2 separate regions of the Mus musculus genome follow, and region 1 is linked to region 2. Evidence: chromatin contacts called from public Hi-C data. All regions are on one chromosome and are shown on one strand. The core of a region is the stretch at or near the end of the contact, and the rest is flanking DNA. Distances in the headings are between cores, read along the strand shown. Region 1 overlaps Gm30382 (a long non-coding RNA gene). Region 2 overlaps Gm30382 (a long non-coding RNA gene).

What was found. Hi-C and Micro-C count contacts between places; a contact is called where the count stands out from the background.
Region 1: a contact with region 2 is called in a Hi-C map of bone marrow-derived macrophages, with 4 times the contacts expected there. The contact joins two enhancer-like sites. A contact is called at or near these places in 1 of 15 datasets of contacts at CTCF or cohesin (pro-B cells) and 6 of 484 Hi-C or Micro-C datasets (the CH12 cell line, bone marrow-derived macrophages, frontal cortex and 3 more).

What each region holds. Positions count from the first base shown.
Region 1 is chr3:149,439,501-149,442,745 of GRCm38.p6, reverse strand. All of the region lies in intron 1 of Gm30382 (a long non-coding RNA gene), which reads left to right. It overlaps A630039O03Rik (a long non-coding RNA gene), which reads right to left. Exons shown (of 6, transcript XR_376220.3): 1 at 1-3,245. Among named protein-coding and RNA genes, the nearest start is that of Gm30382, 4.5 kb to the left of the region's middle. Within about 2 kb of position 1,340, at least 6 of the 459 cell types and tissues checked have an H3K27ac peak or open chromatin away from gene starts, as enhancers often do. A contact at or near this core is called in bone marrow-derived macrophages, where this site is marked.
Region 2 is chr3:149,279,465-149,282,388 of GRCm38.p6, reverse strand. All of the region lies in intron 2 of Gm30382 (a long non-coding RNA gene), which reads left to right. Gm1653 (predicted gene 1653) reads right to left here. Exons shown (of 3, transcript NR_040591.1): 3 at 2,409-2,924. Among named protein-coding and RNA genes, the nearest start is that of Gm1653, 6.2 kb to the right of the region's middle. Within about 2 kb of position 1,383, at least 32 of the 459 cell types and tissues checked have an H3K27ac peak or open chromatin away from gene starts, as enhancers often do. A contact at or near this core is called in bone marrow-derived macrophages, where this site is marked.

The DNA.
Region 1 (3,245 bases), core at 91-2,590, 160 kb before region 2:
ACTCCGTTTCAGTGTGCCTTGCAGCAAAATGTTGAGCACCGAGAACCCTCACGGCTGTATTTAATAGTGGTTTGTTATTCCCCCCTGAGTCCCTTCTGCTGGTTTTACCGAATGCAGTTTAAAAGATAAATTTCCATCTTAAAAGGATACTATAGGGGGTGTTAATAAGTTGTCCAGAACTTTGGGAGTGTTCAGTGGGAGTCATGGCAATGTGCAACCCTGCCTGAGGAGAAATGATCTGCACCATCAGAGAGCATCCGATGCTGCTACATCTGCACACACCCAGAGCTTCTCAGGAAGACTTTCTGCCACACTAAACAGTTCCCAGACCCTGGAACTGTTATTGGAGTGTGGATTGGTTATGGTATCCAGGGGACACTTATCAGATCCTTATTGCTTTGTTTGCAATAATTTTAATCTTCATAGCAATGCTGTCAGGTCAAGGGGACCATTGTACACACTTTGTAGATAAAACCATGAAGGTTCCGAGAAGTTAATTGACTTTGTCAAGGCCATGGAGTTGTGCAGACATGGGATTTGAACCTGCCTTTCCTTTGAAATCACATATAACGATGACTTCCTGGCTTATCGGTCAGTGTACTTCTTTCCCTCTCCCTATAGCAAACATATCTTATCCAACTTACCCATCTGTTGTCTGGACATACCAGAACTAGGTGTCTTTTTCTGGTTTTTCAACTTCTTCATCGCTTTTCCTTTTGATCTGTATTAGCATTATAGCAGTCTTAAAGAGTTATTTCACTGGTGGCATGCCAGGAATGGTTACTCTAGTAGAGTAGAACACAGAATCACATCTGTAATTGACTGGCATGTCTGCTCAGTCTTACAACAACCACCTCCTTTATTCTGTCTGACCAAGATTGACAGCTTTTTATATGTTTGAAATATCAACGGTGTAAGGAGCTTGGTATTGATGGAAATTAACCCGGGGCTTTATCTAACTACCATTCCTAGTAACTCCAGAGAAGTTCTGATAACAATTAACATGTTGAGCCAAACAACAGTTCACATAAGAAAAGTATATTCTACCGTCTTGTGGAACCATCCTTCAAATGCAGTCTGAAATAGCCCTTTCTTCTGCCGTTCTATTCACTAGGAACATCTGTATGGAAATTTCCCCAGACAAAATATCACCAACCCATTTACAAAGCAGGAGTAGATGACAGATAGCATGATAGGGAATATTTAAATATGCTGACTGTGTGCCACTCAGCACAGTTAACTGTTTTTATGTCATAGGTGTTGCCCACTTTGTGAGGCAAAGAAAAGACTCCCTCCTTACAGAGAAGTGAGAGCAGCCTTCCTTCTGTCTGCCTGTTTGTGGTAGCTTCAAACTTCCTCTATTGTCTTTCATCCCAGTGTGAAAAGATGAACTATTACACAGGTCACCCATGGGAATCTGATTCAAACACTGATCATTGACCTGTGGTTATACAATATAAACAAGCACTGGCACAGGATCCATATAAAATCTAGTAAAAAAAGATGTAGAGGCCATTGGACAGTAGTGATCGTATAAGATACATATTTATTGGGGAACAAAAGAAAAAATTTTGCCATCATTGTGTGACACTAGTATTTTTTTAAATCATACTTAAAATATCCGACAGATGGGCTGCTCTTCTAAGTCCAAATTCTCTACCTGCTGGCAGGAGGAAAGCCCAAGAATTTGTCTTTACAGCTAGTTTAATAGACCAGTTTCATATGGATTAGCCAAGTTAGATGTCAGCCATTGGAGTGGGAAAATCTGGGAATCAATTTAAATTTGAGCTTATCCTACCATCTTCTCTGCTGAGTGAGTTCAGTAGCCTATAAGGCACTCCACTCAGATTTGATTTCTCAAGTCAAATTACTGGAGTTGTATTTCCACCATGAAAGGCAAAGAGAAAGAGGCCAGAGGAAGATACATTTAGTTCAAGGTGTCACAGCTGACCTCAAGCCACTAAAAGGAGCTATCCCTCCCTGCTCAACTCATAAGTCCAGTCACTGAATTCTTTTGCCTAAAAATAATGTCAGCTCCTTGAAATTGAAAATAAAACGAAAAGACATTCCTCTCCAGGGAAGTTTGAAAAAAAATATTCAGACAACTTAATTCTCAAATGTATTAGCAGTCAGTTCAGAGTGACAGTTGTCATTACATGGGAGCTTAAAATTAAACTTCACTAGCTCATAAGATCAACTGTTTTGCAAAGAAGAGCCCAAAATTTGCAATCACATTCAGCCAGCGCCGCGTCTTTCTTGTTGTTGCTGTGGTTGGTGGTGGTGTTGTGATTGTGTGGCTCCTATCAATCTTCTCCCAGCAAAGTTAAAGAGCCCTCCCTTCCACAGCTGCCTCCATGTTCACAGTGACTGAAGTTCCTCCCGCATATCTCAGCCTTTGATTTTGTAGGGTTTGTAAAAATAATGATGATAATAATTCCTCAATTGCTGCAGCTTAAATTAATTCAGGATGAAAATCAGATTGCATTTTTCACAGATCTGGACCCTATGCTAAGCCGAGTGTCTGTGTTTAATTAACGTGTAGACAATTCACGGGCTTACTTTTTAATGTGGCGAGACCAATTTATATACTCCAATTTTGTTTCAGGGGCAATAAGAGATCCAGTTCTCTTTACAAATTATTTCAATTTTGTAAATTATATTTGTCAAAAAATATTTCTATGCTCCACCACTGGAGCTGTGCTCTCCCAAAAATATAATAGTGTACGTGTGCTCAACTTAAAAAAAAAAAAGTGTGAGGGAAGAACTAAGCCCACTGAATACAAAGGTTAAATGTGTTTCATACAAATGAGTTTCTCATTGTGACATGAAACAGAGACACAACTGCTGTAAGAATTGAGTGGAAAGAATGAGAAAATGAAAAGGCAACAAAAATCACAGAAACATGGAAACTAGTACAAGGTTGAGGAGAGCAGCGTTCTCTGAAATGGGGAAAAGGTTAGCTGATATTAAAGGATCCCGACCGAGGTGTTTCTTATTAACCACCATTTCCAGCTTGTTAACTTGTACTATCAAATCTTCATAACTTTCAGTGACGTGCCAATAGTAATTAATCTTAAACACAGCATACTCTTTGTCCCGAAGCTTTGGTCCTGAGAGGAGACAAGGCCAGGGAAAGCACTAGGGTAGGAGGATACTCTGCTGTAGATGGATGGAATTAGAAATCCTGTAACAAAGTCCACAGAGAGCATTTGTGACCATGAGCCAAGTTCGAAAAAGGAATTCGC
Region 2 (2,924 bases), core at 134-2,633:
CTCTCATTCGCCAGTGCTTGCTGACATCAGTGGCTGATCTGTAAAACTGGGGCTACAACAAAATGTTAAGCGTCTAGTTTTTTACAAATTCCTGCCTGAACACTTTGAAGATGAGGCAACATCAGCCATTTTTCTTATCAATGGCTAAGGAGGTCCTGATTGTTGACAGGTATGAATTTGACCAAAATGATGTGTATTCAGCTTCTTCCCTGACGATCTGACCATTGAGTTCTCAGAGCTGCATCCAAGTCCTGACCACTCTTCCTCCCGCTTTGCTGCCCTCGTGCCTGTTGCTCAAATGTACCAACTACCCCCCAAGCAACGTTGATGCGTTTGTTTTTTTCAAGAGCTTAAACACGTGCACACTATTTTAAAGTGCTTTCCAAAAAGGGCATTTGGCATCCATGTTTTTGGTTTCTGGATTAAGCCAGTTTGGGACAGCGATCTTCCATTATTGGATGGGTTCTGGAGAAAGAACAGTAGAGCCTTAAGAGGCTTTGTAAATTCCCCCATCTTCTGAAGGTGTAAGCAAGGTCTTCTCGGCGCTAGGAATATTGTACAAAAAACCCAAAACAGTCAAAAAGGGTAATGGTCAAACAAAAGTGTCTCGTGGCAGAGAAAAGAAGGAGAAAGGAGGAAGAATTTTTCTCCAGTGTCATCTTGACTCAGTAGTGGCTTCCCAGAGAATGTGCTTAGCAAAACGGTTGACTCTGTCACAGTCTGTGAGGAAAGAGTGTGGCACTCAAGTCCTGTTTGCTTCTATTTCTGCTTGCGGCCAAGTAAACCTGGCAGTCTTCAGAAAAAGGAAGTTCCTAAGTGCAAGAGAATCTTTCCAATAGCAAAGTCCAGGAGCTGGGCTCAACTGGTTCTTCCTCCAGAGGAGGAAACTCCTCACGCTAGACACCTCAAGCAAATGCATGGCTTGAAGACCCACACAGTGGAAGAGAGCAGGAAATGGAAATCTGCACAGGAAATTGATCAGAAGTGAAGCAAATGTTCTCCCATGCTCGAAAAAGAAAAGGAACCCTTCCACCTGACGTCCTCATGATAAAGCCTGTTTTCCTCAGTAGCAGCCCTCTCCTCCTCATCAGGCTCCCTGAATGGGGAGGGAGAGTGTGCCTGCTTCCATGACTTCACCTGTTCCAACTAGCCTTTCCACACCTCACAGTGGCCTGGCTTCTCTTACACAGGACTCCCACAGAGTGGCTGTTTAAAAGAAAGCCCTGTTACAATGGCTCATTAAGCATTGTTCACTGTTGGCTTTCTGTACTGGACATTTTCTTCGTTGCTGCAACAAAATCCTTGACCACAACAACCTAAAGAAAGAGGAGTCTCTCTGCCTCACAGGACAAAGGGAAGTCTGTGTTGGTAGAGAAGGCACAGCAGCAGTCATGTGAGGCAACTGGTCACATGGCCTCTGCGCTCAGGAAGTAGAGATCAGTGAGCAGGCATGCTCAGTGAGCTTTCTCCTCTAGAGGCAATCTAAGACCCCTGCTGACGGAAGGGTGCTAAAGACATTTAGGATGGGTCTTTCCACCTCAATTAGCCCAATCTAGAAGTGGCCATTAACATAGATATATCCAAAGATTTCTCCTTCTAGAACCTGTCACCATAGCACTCAATATAAACCTCCATGCTTCCTTCTCTGCCCACCACTCCTGATGCCTGATGACACCTCATATTGTCACTCCACTGTTCTATATGGAATGGTCATCCACCATTCTCAAACTCATCTCTAGAGCCTCTTGCTCTGGCTATAAATTGTCATTTTTCCTTTTGTTGTTGTTGTTGTTATTGTTTTAAATAACATTGTTTTGAGAATTTCATACACGAGTACTGTATTTTGTCGAAGGGCAGCTTTGATATCTCAGGGTAAAGTAAGGGGTTATGGAGTCAGTGACTGGTCATTCTGCAGGCTTTTCTCTGAGGGAACAAAGCTTGATTCAGTGAAATACTTCACTGGGGCCAGGGAAACACTCCCTGGAGGGAGGTGGGGCATCAAGAAACTCTTTGTGGTCGGCAAGAAGAAGGGGGAATGAGAATCATACACATATACATATACATATACATATACATATACGCATAGGTATACGTATAGGTATAGGTATACATATACATACACACCTTTAGTAGATGAAGCAAGGCTTCAAGGAGCAAGGACCAACAACTTCACACATACATACATGCATGCATGCATGTATGCATACATATATACATACATATGTACACATTTGGTAGATAGAACAGAGTTCTAACCAACTTCACACATATGCACATATACACATATATACACATACACATTGGGTGGATGGAGCAGAGCTCCAATGAACAAGCTTCAACAACTTTGTTTTTTTCAACTACAGCTTATATATCAAACAGTACCAAAAAAAAAAAAAAAATCACAATGTGGTTACATTCTATCTTTATTCCAGTGAGTGATTACAATGAGTATACATAAAAAAAAATGTTCCCTAATACCCCCACATGATCAAATGTTTTACGTATTAAGGATTAAAAAAAATATTCTCCAAAACCCACACGAATTTGTAACTAAGCAACTTGTTATAGATTAACAAAGCATGAGCAGGCAAGGTGATTTTCTCAGCCAGTTCCTCTTACTGACAGGCAGCAATTTGCAGCTACAAAGAAAGGATCGATTATTTTATTATTTATCTTAAAAAGTAATCTTATTAAAATCTTAAAGAGAATCACAAATCTAAACCTTTATATATAAAAACATCATTCCTTTCTCTTTTAACTCCTCGGGGTGCACATCTACTCATTAACCATTTTTTGTTAAATTCTATCAGGACACTGAGGACCAAAATGGGCACAAGAAATTAATCATCAGCTGATCACCAGGCCAGCTTTAGTAAGAGAATCACGTCAGTTAGTGCTGGCTCGGCTGCCATTGTTCTTGTTCC